Regions from separate parts of the Muntiacus reevesi genome. Here region 1 is linked to region 2. A link is a contact called in public Hi-C data. All regions are on one chromosome and are shown on one strand. Each heading gives the region's core, a stretch centred on a gene start, on an enhancer-like site or on the middle of the called end of the contact. The rest is flanking DNA. Distances are from core to core; before and after follow the strand shown.

The links. A called contact is a pair of places that touch in the nucleus more often than the background predicts.
Region 1: a contact with region 2 is called in a Hi-C map of muscle, with 6 times the contacts expected there. The contact joins the promoter of DCTN1 here to the promoter of STAMBP in region 2. A contact is called at or near these places in 2 of 3 Hi-C or Micro-C datasets (blood and muscle).

What each region holds. Positions count from the first base shown.
Region 1 is chr3:91,529,901-91,536,732 of mMunRee1.1, forward strand. It overlaps DCTN1 (dynactin subunit 1), which reads right to left and starts at 2,122. Exons shown (of 30, transcript XM_065929593.1): 1 at 1,908-2,122.
Region 2 is chr3:90,959,472-90,965,851 of mMunRee1.1, forward strand. STAMBP (STAM binding protein) reads left to right here and starts at 2,529. Exons shown (of 10, transcript XM_065929570.1): 1 at 2,529-2,574; 2 at 4,568-4,785. The coding sequence starts at 4,583.

The DNA.
Region 1 (6,832 bases), core at 872-3,371, 570 kb after region 2:
GACAGGAATCTGAAACAATGCCAGGGAAGAATAAAGGACAATTCAGTTTGGGGAAAACATAGTAGACACACTGTCATCTCACACTTTAAGAATCTTTTTTTTTTTTTTTTTTTTGGCCATGCCACACAGCTTGTGGGATCTTAGTTCCCTGAGCAGGGATTGAATCTGACCCTTGGCAGTGAAAGAACGGTCCTAACCACTGGACTGCCAGGGAATTCCCAAGGCTCATCTTTTAAAGAGGATTATATTTTTTATTTCTTTGATTCTAAAAGATAAGCTAGGATCAACAAGATGGAAGTTATAGAGATGTATTTTAGCAACATGAAAAACTTCTGTATTGAGCTATCTCGTGATGAAACGGGATGCCTTACATGCAGTAAATTCCCCATTACTAGAAATGTTCAAGCCCAAACTGGCCATTGGGCAAGAATATTTTAGAAGGAATTCAACTATCACAAGGTCTGAAAGAAACAGTAGCGCTCTTCTAGTCCAGTCTCCTATTTTATAGGCCAGACAGGGGAAGAGATTATTCAAGGCAGCACAGCTTGTTCTGGAGGGCAAGGAATAGAACATGGTCTCTTTCAACCCAGAGACCTACACCCTTGTACTCAAAGTGTATGTGGTCCATGGACCATCAGCATCACCTAAGAACTTGTTTAAAATGTAGAACCAACCAAAGCACGTACTTTAACAAGACCCCTAGAAGTACGCACCATTCAAGTTCAAAAAGCACTGACCTAAACTGCCCCTTCCAAATCTTGAGTTTCCAATTCTGGAACTCCATTTCCCAAATTGTCTTATATGCTAAAGAGGCTATACCCAAGAAAAACAGCATTTTCCACCCAAATTTGGGAAACTCCATACTATACTTCCAGTGGGAAATTCTTGGTAAAAATGCTATCAGCATATTGAAAGCTGAAGTTTCTAAACATACTCATGCTGCATGCTAAGTTCCTTCATTTAAGCCGGACTCTTTTGTGACTCCACGGACTATAAGCCTGCCAGACTCCTCTGTCTATGAGATTCTCCAGGCAAGATACTGGAGTGGGTTGCCATGCCCTCCTCCACAGGATCTGCCCCACCCAAGGATAGAACCTGTCTCCAGCATTGGTAGGGGAGTTCTTTACCACTAGCGCCACCTGGGAAGAGAAAATTTGAACCATGAAGTTTCTAAACATATTTGAGCACAAAAAGCCTTTTGGGAAAAAAGTCATCATCTACTACTATCGTTAACAGCCCCGTGCCATGGGCTTCGGCCGTAATCTAGGTAAAGGACGTCAACCTTCGCCTCATTGTTCCCTGACTCAGTGCTTTAAGCATACTGGACTGCCAAGGGGTCAAGATGAGCTTGCTGGTCTCCACACCGTAACAAAAGACGGTAAATTTCTAAATCACCGTCTCTTTAAAAACAGCGGAACTCCTCATCTGTGTGATTTAGTGAGGGATGCGCAACATGACTGCTCAAGAGTCACCCTGCCAGTTAAGGCGGACCCCAGGAATGGGAGACAGACACACCAAACGCATATCGGCCTCCAGCTTTAGTCCTCTATTTTCTTTTTTCTGTTTGACACAACTTTTCAACCATGTGCCCCACTGGAAACCTGTAGCTTGGAATAGGTTCAGGGGTGCCTTGCACGTTCCCAGGAAAGGAGGGGAACCCCTGCAGTTCCGGAAGAACTGGGAGACGCAATCACTCTGACCCCGCCAGGCTGAAGAGCTCACATGGGTCAGACCAGGCCAGACCCAGGCGGGTGCCCACCCCCACCGCGGCCCACCCCTGCCGACCCCTGCCCGGCACACCGGGCTCCCGGCCGCGCCCAGGCGAGCGCCGGGCCCCCAGACCACAGCCAAGAGCCTTGCGAACTCGGCAGGGGAGGAGGCAGTTGCCATGGTCGCCGCCTCCGTACCTGTACTGTCAGGGGCTCCGCGCCCGGCTCCGGGCCCCACTGGCGACCGACGCCCAAGCCTTAGCGGGGTCCCACCCCGCCCGCACGGGCTGCCCGCCGTGCCGCCAGACCCCTGGAGCCCCACTCCAGGACCTCTAGTCTCTGAGGCCCAGAGGTGTTCTGGGTCGGGGGGAACACGCTACTCTTCCCGGAAGACCAGCCCCGGTTAAACCCTGCGCGCTGAGCGCAGCCGGGGAGACTTCGATCAGGCACAAAGCTGGACACCTGGAGCGAAATTTGCGCGTGCGTACTGGACGGGCAGCCGATGAGGACCACGGGGGAGGCCGCGCGGCGGCCAGCGCCCTCTGCCGGCAGACTGTAGACGACGTAGAGACGGCCTGGAGGACTCTTGCTTTGGTCCAAGTTCCCCCAGAGACTCGCTACGCTTTTGAGTGCTGGGCTATTAATTCAAACAATAGTGGTAAGTGTAAAATAATGAAAATTTACATGATAGACTATGGTAGTTTTTTCTTAAAAACAAACAAACAAACAAACACTTGGGCCGGGGGGTGCGGCAGCGGCTGGGCACTTCAGCTTCGCGAAGGCTTGCGGCGCGCGCCCCGACCCGCAGGCACCTGGCGCCGTCCCGCCAGGCCGCCACGGCTCCCCGGATGAAGGTCAGCTCCGCGGTCCCGGAGCCTGAGAAAGAGCCCAAGTGGAGATCTGCGAGATTGCCAGCTAAATCGGCTCCTGCAAAAGTGGAAACGAAGCCGAAGAAGGCGGCAGGAAAGGAGAAATCTTCAGAGAAAAGTCAAACAAAAGGGAACAGCGGGAAAACAAGCCGAAGTGGCTAGCCCAGCCTCTCAAGCAGAGGAAGCCAAATCTGATTAATATCACACCCTATCCTATCAGTGGTCCGTCTCCCTTCTTGTACAATCCAGACGATTGTTTTTATCAACTATTTTGTAAATGCAAGTTTTTTGACAGCTCTAAAAACACTTTTTTTAAAAAAGAAAGAATCCTCCCTCATTCCACTTTTTAAGTGTAAGTGCTTTTTTTTTTTTTTTTTTTAAGAGGTGCAATCATTTGCTGGTTCTTTATTTTTTGGTTCAACCAGAAAATAGTGGGATATTGAATATGGGAGGTTTTGATTGTCATGGGTGTCAGCTTAACATTCCATAAATTGAGGTGAACTTTTATACTGTATAATACAAAGCACAGTAAATGGCACTTTGGAGTCAATTGTGCATTCAGTGTCTTGGATACTAAATTACTTCTCTTCCCATGTTTTTAGTAGAATTGTTTCCTACAACAAACCACTGCTTGATCTTGGCTATTCTGGTCAGAATTTTGTGCACTCTGTAACAACTTTAGTCGTGGTAATTCAGTTCTCCTAGTAACATTGTTAATGTGCTGTGTAGGACTGAAAATTTGAGTATGTAGTATGACTTTAAATTGTGACTGGTGGAACTTTTGATCTTGTACTGGATATCCTGTTAAGGAAAATTTGCCTCCAAATTTAAGCTGTAAAGTTGTAGAAAAACTATTCAGAAAAGAATCAAAACTACATGATTTTTTTAGATTTTTGGTATGACTGTTAAGAATTATGTACAAATTGAAATGTCTGTGTACTGATCCTCAAAACAACCAATAAAATCTGTTATAAAAAAAAAAAGAAAACATTAGAAAGTACAAATTCCCTGACACAATGAATACACTTCTAATTATGCCAAAGAAATGAAAAAAAAAAAAAAAAATAGAACAAGTGTTCAGACATTTGTACAAGGATGTTGGAAGAGTCAGGGATCTGATAGATAGTGGGTTCAAATTCGGTTTACCCACTGTCTCAGACCTTGGGTTGGTTACTTAACCTCTCCCAACCTCTGTTTCCTCTTTCATAAAATGAGAATGTTAAGGATAGAACCTACAGTATTTGGTTGTTTGTAAGTTTGAGTGGATTCATGTAAAGAGCCTGAACTGTAACTATTGCAATATTATGTTTGTCTCAGTTAATCTCAGATTGAAAAATAACCTGAAAAATCCCTAAAATTGTTGGTGGGGTGGAAGTGGGGGTGGTAAATGGTAGAAAGGATGAACTGGGCAATCTCCCCACTACTGCCCCTCTTTTCCCATTTCATCGTCTAAGTATTTCTGGAGAGGACTCTTGAAAGTCCCTTGGACAGCATGGAGGTCAAACCAGTCAATTCTAAAGAAAATCAACCCTGAATATTCATTGGAAGGACTGATGCTGAAGCTGAAGCTCCAATACTTTGGCCACCTGACTCGAAGAACCGACTCATTGGAAAAGTCCCTGATGCTGGGAAAGATTGAAGGCAGAAGGAGAAGTGGGTGACAGAGGATGAGATGGTTGGATGGCATCACCGACTCAGTGGACATGAGTTTCAGCAAACTCCAGGAGATAGTGAAGGACAGGAAAGCCTGATGTGCTGCTGTCCATGGGGTCACAAAGAGTCAGACATGAATAAACAGCAAGTATTTCTTGTTATTATTCTAAATAGATAATGCACTAGTGTGATTCAAAAAAGCAAAACAATATTAAAAGTATGCACTGAGAAAGCTCACTGCAACCCCTCCCCTATCCACTCCTTCCTCCTTGCACTCTGCACTTAACCCTTGGTGTCAGTTTCTCTATTAGCAAATTGCTCAGCAAGTTGCTCAATTTCTTACTCCTCCCACTTCTTATGTGCAAGACAGCATACTATATACACGTGCACCTTACTTCTTCACTTAACAATATATCCTGGAGACCTTTCTAAATCAGTAAATAGAGGATCTTCCTCATTCATTTTTTGAGCTGCACAGTACTCTGTTGCATGGAAACGTGATTTGTTAACCACCCTCTTCTAGTGTGATACCAATTTTTGCTATTGCAAATGATGCTACAATGAATCACCTTGTACATATGACATTCCATATGTGAGCAGGTTTATCGTAGGATACATCTGGGCCAAATATTAAATGTAGCTATGATTTTAATAGAAATGGTCTTTATCCCCTGCGGTTAAAAAGAAATGGTATAAAATATAAAGGCTTTTAAAGGCACAGTATACATGTATTTTTTTACTGTGGTAAAACATACATAAAATGTACCATTTTAACTATTTTTAAGTGTACAGTTCAGTGGCACTAAGTACATTTACCTTATTTTGCAACTATCTCCAGTATCCGTCTCTACAATTTTCTCATCTTTCCATATGGAAACTGTATCCATTAGACGCTAATTCCCCTTTCTCCCCTCAGCCTAGTCTCTGGTAACAAGCATTCTACTTTCTGTCTCTATAAATTTTACTTTTTTAAGTACTCCATATAAATAAAATCATACAACATTTTTCCTTTTGTGTCTGGCTTATGTCTTCAAAATGTGTTCATGTTGTAGTATGTGTCAACATCTCTTTCCCTTTTAAAGCTGAAGAACATTCATTACATGTGTGTGTGTGTGTGTGTGTGTGTGTGTGTGTGTGTGTACACACACACACCACATTTTGTTCATCCATTCACCTGTAATGGATTTGATGGATTTGGGAGTTGTTTCTAGCTTTTGGCTATTGTAAATAAGCACCTTTAAAAAAAAAAAAAAAGTACATACCTCATTGGAGAAGGAAATAGCAACCCACTCCAGTGTTCTTGCCTGGAGAATCCCAGGGACCGGGGAGCCTGGTGGGCTGCCATCTATGGGATAACACAGAGTCGGACACGACTGAAGCGACTCAGCAGCAGCAGCAGCTCATACCTCATTTATCCCATCCCCAAGATCCTTACTCAAAGTAACTTGATGCCATTTTTTGTTTTTGGATCCAGAGTCAGCCTGACTCTGAAATTGCAAGCATTGTAGATGCAAAGAGCAACTTTGTATACATACTGTTCTAAACCTTGGTTTTTTTTTATTGAAGTATAGTTTATTTTACAATGTTATGTTTCTGGTGTATGGCAAAGTGATTCAGATATATGTATATATGCATATATACATATATAGATATTCTTTTTCAGATTCTTTTCTATTGTAGGTTAATACAAGATATTAAATATAGTTTCCTGTGCTGAACCTTGTTTTTATCTCCATGGGACACTACATCTTGGAGGTTTTCTGTATTAATACATCTTGATCTGCTTTGAATTTGTTTTTAAATATGTATTTTTAAATTGAACTGGAGCCATCTCTCTGAGTGCTTTAACAACCTTTAACAGATATGCTGAGTTTTCATGTGAAGATGCCAAACCTTGGTTAGAAGCGGGGTAGTGATACAAGAAAGACCCAAATCCTTTTCAACATCGTGAAAAGGGGTCTGAAGACATGACATACAAACAGGAGACATATTGTTTCTTTTATATTGAATTGGACTGAGTGGTCTTCGAAGAAAATTAATACTGTCTCTGTCTTATGTGTATTTTCACAGGTGGCCTGTGAAACCTGAGGCCCTCTCTGATAGGGACCATGAACAAGACTCCAGAGATCCTAAAACTCCAATTTGTATAACTAGAGCCCATCCTTCCAATCCCTGATACTGAACAGAGAAGAATATCTGTGCTTATTTGGGTAGACTTCTGGGCACTTCAGAAAATGGGCAGGAACCAAGAGGGAAAAAAACTCCCCTTGAAAAAAGTTCAAAGGACTCATTTGAAAAGACCCTGACACTGGGAAAGATTGAAGGCAGGAGGAGAAGGAGACAACAGAGGATGAGATGGTTGGATGGCATCACCAACTCAGTGGACATGAGTTTGAGTAAACACCGGGAGTTGGTGATGGACAAGGGGGCCTGGTGTGCTGCAGTCCATGGGGTCACAAAGAGTCGGACACAACCGAGCGACTGAACTGAACTGAAAAAAGCAATGCTGTTTCCAGGAGGGAAGAAGTGGTTTTTCAGGCAGAGACATGGAGAAGGGATTAGATAAAGGCAGAGAGCATATCAAAGGTGGCAAAGCCAGGT
Region 2 (6,380 bases), core at 1,279-3,778:
TATTGATGTTGTGACATTTAAAAATTAGTCTTCTAGGCAAAAAACAATTGTCTAATACCTCAGGCCAACAATTTTGTGTAGAATGTAACACAAACAAATGGAAATTTTCAGGAGTTTCTTTTCTCTGATTTAGAAAACCTGGTAAATTTAGCCAGGTTTTCAGATCAACAGTCCTTCGTTGAATAATCGATTAATGTCAGTGTGTTAGAGTGTCTATCTGGCAGGAAAACCCTACTCAAAATTAAAATAGTAGTTCTTTCACAAGATTAAAAAATGTAAGTTAATGAAATAATGAGGCAAAAGATGTTTTTTAGTATAGCAACTATTTTTAGAATTTAAAGAAGTTGTGGGTACTCTTCCAGACAGCAATAGAACAAAATCATTCAATTACTGGGTAATACAATCCGACCCTAAAGCAAATAGGTTTCTATTTCAGTTTTAAATAGTTTAGTCTTTGTTAAGCACACCCATTTATGAAATAGTATGTGTAGATAAATAGAAAAGTTCTTGACAATTTTGCAGTGGTCAAAGCAAGCAGGTTCATCGATATTATATAGTGGTCATCAACAACTCAGTTGACACGAGTTGGAGCAAACTCCAGGAGACAGTGAAGGACACAGCAGCCTGGCATGCTGTAGCCCATGGGGTCACAAAGAATTGGACATGACTGAGCAACTAAACAACAACAACAATATAGTGGTAAAGAACAAATACATATTGATATAATATTTCTAGATAATCAAATATTAAACATATTGGGCTTTAGTCTACTGACATATTTTTTTAAATTTATTTTTAATTGAAGGATAATTGCTTTACAATATTGTGTTGGTTTCTGCCATACATGAACATGAATTAGTTTACTAATATTTTTTAAAGTTTATACAGCTGAATACTATACCTTGAAGCAAGGGATAAATTCAAATATCATTTTAATATTGAAACAGTTTTAAACGCTAAAACTACGACAGCCAAGATCTAATATTGCTAACCTAAAACAAATATACACCTGCTTTTTGCAATGGTAACTGCAAATTTTATGATAGCAACAGAGTCAGGTAATCTACGAAAACCTAGAAATTTCTAGTGAAATGCTGAAGAGGTCTTTTCTTAATGAAGCTTTGAAAGTCCTACAGTCTGAAAAGGAAATGGTTACAAAATAAATGCTTTTCAAATTTACAGATAAAATTTTATTGTAATATATGCTAAAAAAAAATTAGGGATTTCACTGGTGGACCAGTGGTTAAGACTCCATGCTTCCAATCAGGGAGCATGTGTTCAACTGGTATCCCACAGGTTGTGTTGAATGGCCAGAAAAAAAAAGTTAATACAATAAAATTTTAATGGCTTAGCCAGTAATCAAAAAAGAACTCGAGGGGCTAAAGTGGTGTCCTAAAGTTTGCAAAATGAAATTTACCTTTAGATCCTACTAGTGGAAACCACTAGAATGACTGCTCAGTTCTCCAAATACTCTTCCTCTGAAAACCTTGTCACTGATCAGGATGGACCTTAACAGCCAATGAGTCCTACGTGGCCTATCTCTCTGGCTACAAAGGTTTAAAACAGAACTCGACATGACCTTTCTGAATGTGGCAATAAACAAAATTAAGGTGAAATTAAGAGCTGAGATTTGAGTAATTTCTAAAAAAAACAAGTGAATGGAAATTTAGGGAAAGCAAATTTCCACATAGAGAAAACCCGAGGATGTGTATTTAGCGTAAAAACTTTAAAGACACAGCTCATCTGGTTTTCCAGTGACTTTGTAATATAAATAGGGTATTATTAGTCTGGTAGAATAGGTTTCAACATGCAATCAATCTTGATAAAGCTCATAGAATTTTCTGCAGAAAACTAGGATACCCTAGCTTTTAGGACTGACATAAATATATAACACGTGCTTCCCAGGTGGCGCTAGTACTAAAGAACCTGCCTACCAATGCAAGAGACATAAGAGATGCAGGTTTGATCCCTAAGTCAGGAAGATTCCCTGGAGGAGGGCATGGCAACCCACTCCAGTATTCTTGCCTGGAGAATCCCAAGGACAGAGGAGCCTGGCAGGCTCCAGTCCATAGGGTCGCACAGAGTTGGACAGGACTGAAACGACTTAGCACGCACGCACAAACATGTAATTCATCTGCACAAATGTGGAGGACACAAAGGCATGGGGTAAGCATGAAGGTTACCAGGCTAATTTCAATACATGTATGATTTATGCAACAGATTTTATCTGATTTCATACTTCTTAAGCTTTCCCAAGGGATGTCGTATTACAACTTGTGTAGCCTTTCCCTGTGTCTGTACTAACCTAAAAGAAAAGCTAGCTTGGTCATTGGGTCCTGTGCCCGTTTCCTCTTCTTCGCTGCTTGATTTTCCTTTACTAAAATGGCCCCGCTCTCTCCTCATTGGTGTTTTCTCCCCCGCAGGTAGCAGCCCTAGCTCCGCCCACGAGTCGCCGCTCGGGTCCTAAGTTCTGGAGACTGTAACTCCCAGACCAGCGGCAGGGGGCGGGGCGGGGCGGGGCGGGTGCCGGACGTGACGTTTTCGGAAGCGCCGAGAGTCGTCCGCGGGGCGCAGGTGGGGAAGGGTCCCGGCAGTGTGGTGGGGCTCGGGTGCCGAGCGTAATCGGAGTCTGACGGGGAGCGGCCACCGTGAGTGTGGGGCCTGCAGCCTTCTCCTCCCTGCGCCCCCTGCCTGGCCTGTCACGCGCGAGGCCCCTGACGGCTCCGGTCCCCAGCTTGGCCCGGCGCGTCCCCTCCTACCGCACGCGATAGACGCGAAAACCTTGAATAATTTTGCCCGGCGTTGACAACTTGGGCTTGAGTGCCTTGGAGAAGGCCTCAAGCAGTTGTCAGTGGACCCTTCTCCGCTGTAAACGCCCCCTTCGCTCATTCCTGGTACTTCCTTTCGCGTCCCAGTCATCTTCCCCCGCCTCGGGTTTTTCCGCCTCTTTCCCTTCTTGTTTTCGGACGCTACATCTCCTCTTTGGAGTGTTGCTCAGTCTTGTGTGGGGCAGCACTTGCTGGCCTTGGGAAGGGGTTTCATTCTCGACCAAAAGATCCTCTCCCGAGAGGTGACAAAGAGCAACAACCTTCTTCTGCTTCAGTTAGCTTTGATGCACTGAGTTTACTAATTAGGCAACTTGGGGAGGTTTTAGACTTACTAGTGGCTTCTTGAGCCCCTGAAAAGACTCCCACAGAGGTGGAATGCCTCTGCATCCCTGGTAGTCCCCACAACTTTTGTACCCTTAGGGTGTTTGAGAAGAAGCTTGGTGGAGGAAGTGTGACCTGGAGATAGAATTGGCTTGGAGAAAATCATCTTTGAGGGAGTGCTTGGAATGGAAAACAACAGTAGATAGACAAATGAAACAAATGTGAGGATTTCTGGGCAGATAAGAATCCTGACTGAAGCAAAAGGTCTCTGTTGGCAATGATTAAGGTTTAAAAGGACAAAAAGTAAGGTTTAAAAGGACCAAATGGGGCCAGTTGACACAGGGCCTTGAATTCCAAAATCTGCTGTAGCTTGTGTATTCTACAGCATGCTGGTTGTGCTGTGTTGCTTCAGGCATGTCTGACTTTGTGACCCTATAGCCTACAGCCCACCAGGCTCCTTTGTCCATGGGATTCTCCAGGCAAAAATACGGGCGTGGGGGGTGTGCTGCAATTGAGTATGCATCAAATACTCAGAATCTTTTTGGAAGTGATGTAGAGTGATATCTGATTGGAAGAAAGAATCTGATTCGAACAGCAACAGTATCAAGAAAGATTGTAGAATGACTGCAACCTGAGACCCAGGGAGGGAAAACTCCCAGGATGTTTTTGTTGTTGTTGTTGGTTTGGGTTTTGCCTTTCAAGTTACCTTTGTGTCCTTTTGTTATTCAAAGAGTACTTAGTCTTCGAAGATATATTTGGGTAAACTGTTTTCTAGATCTAGATTCCTTACCCTGAAATGATGATGATGTAGATTGACTGGACTAGTGGTTTTATGGGGAGAGTCGGGATTATAAATATTCATACTCACACCATTTCCCCTCACTGACCTTGTGCTAAAGCGTGAAAAGTTGTAGACAAAGTCTGTTACTCTCAGGTTAAATGATCAACTTAAAGTCAGTTAACAATCATCAGGAAATGTCATTGAGTATTCTGTCAGATACTGGGATGGGTGGAAGTGGGTAGCTGGGAGGAGAGATAGTGGAAAAAATACAAGATACTGTCTGTCTTCATGGTGCCGAGGTCTGGGCCACCTAATGACAGGGAATGGTTAGCATGAAGAGAGAACTGAAGCCCTTGGGGCTCATTATAGTTATACTCTTTGTACCACCTAATCATGCCACAGGCATTATGGGTTTCTGAGTCTGTCAGTCCTTTCATCCTTGTGAAATGGGCTTTCTTGAGAGTCTCAGGCTTCTTGTGGGAAAGAGACCTTTATTAAAGAGACCTTTAATATGAGCAACAGCATGTGGTGTTTTTCTCTTAATTTCTTTGTAAGGTAGAGGTTTGTTGAGATAAACACCTGTGCTGAGGTGACAGGGGCCTTGGTATTGATGCCATCTTTTGTTTATTTGTTTCAGGACTTCTTGGTCCTCATGTCTGACCATGGAGATGTGAGCCTCCCACCCGAAGACCGGGTGAGGGCTCTGTCCCAAAGGGGTAGCACAGTGGAGATAAATGAAGACATTCCACCCCGCCGGTACTTCCGCTCTGGAGTGGAGATTATCCGAATGGCATCTGTTTACTGTGAGGAAGGCAACATTGAATATGCTTTCATCCTCTATAACAAGTATATCACGTAAGACACCTCCGGTTTCCTTTTTCTTTTCTGGTGACTGATGCCTCACTCATGGTGCTCTTGTGCTCATTTATGTCTGCTCAGAATCACTAAAACCAGAGAGAACTTGACAACATCATTATCATTAATCATTTTTGCTGGCAGCTCCTACATATTAGCTGTTCTTGACATTCAAAGACATGGGTACTGAAAGTGTTGTTTTCATGACTCAGTAATTTCATGAGTAAGAGACCTAGCTCTTTGGGCTGTGCCCACATGGCCCAGCTGTTAGGCAAGAGAGTTGGTGTTTAAACTATACATGTTTTGTATTGATGAAGGTTTTTTCCTATCCCCTCTCTATTAAGGCAGCCAATCAGAGGATTATTGTTGAGGTTTAGCAGAGCCAAAATTCCTCAGCACTACTTATTTTGTAGCAAATTGAGTGTCTCAGGAAAGAGTTTTTTCTTAACCTTTATCATAATCATGTAAATCATTAAATAAGTATTGGCCACCTACAGTTTGTATAGCTCATCATAAGACCTTTCCCTTGAGTTGCTTAGCCTCTTGCAGCATGAATTGAAGATTTCAGTTAACAGGAACAATTGCTAAAGTCCCAGTGACACTGGAAAAGATGTATAATTTAGGAAGGGAATAATAATGTTAAAAGATTCCATTTGTAATTTCTAGTCTTGTCCTTTCATAATAGTAGGACCTTAAGATAATAATAATTACAGTGTATTTGTATAGCTCTTAAATAGTTCATAGAAATTTCACCTGCATTTGTGTCAATTGATCTTCACAGTTCTGTGTGCACTGTGTGGGGCACATCGTCCTTCCATTCTGCAGATCAGGAAACACCTTCCAAGTTCAGTGGTAGGCTTTATTTCACAATTTGGAGTGGCAAAACCTGGATTTTCCAACTCTTAATTCAGGATTCTTTCTACAACATAAGTCTTATTCTTTTTGTTTTCTTTTTGGTGATGTTTCTTGAATTGAAGGTAGTCTTTTGAATTATAGTCTGGAGACACACTAATTTTGGGTTATTTTTTACTGTTTTTTGAATAGGTAACATGTGCATGTAGTGTAGAATTCAGAAGGCACAAAAGCGTATATGTATTTAAAAACTTAATTTCCCTACCACTCCTCTTTTCCCCCAAACCTTTAGTTCCCCTCCCCACAGGCAGTCACTCTTACTAGTTTCTTACATGTTCTTCCAGAGGTGATGGATGCATGTTAATTATATGATATTAAGTTTTTGATCACATACTGCTCTAAAGCAGTGCTTGTCAACTTTGGTGTTAGTGACATTTTGGGTTGAACAGTACTTTGTTGCACGGAATGGCCTGTGCACTTTATTGTGTTCAGCAGCATCTTTGGTCTCTCTACTCACTAGCTGCCAGTAGAACCGCTTACCCCCGAGTTGTGACAACCCAGAATGTCTCCAGATATTACTAACGCTTTCTGAGAGGCAAAACTGCCCCAGTTGAGAGCCACTACTCTGAAGAAAAGGAGGTGTAAGAGTGAGTTGCCTAGAATTCGTATTGTAATTTTAGAATGGAACAAAGGGAGTGCTGTGGTTTTTTGAAGTTTATAAGTCGCATCTGTTTCCTCAGGGA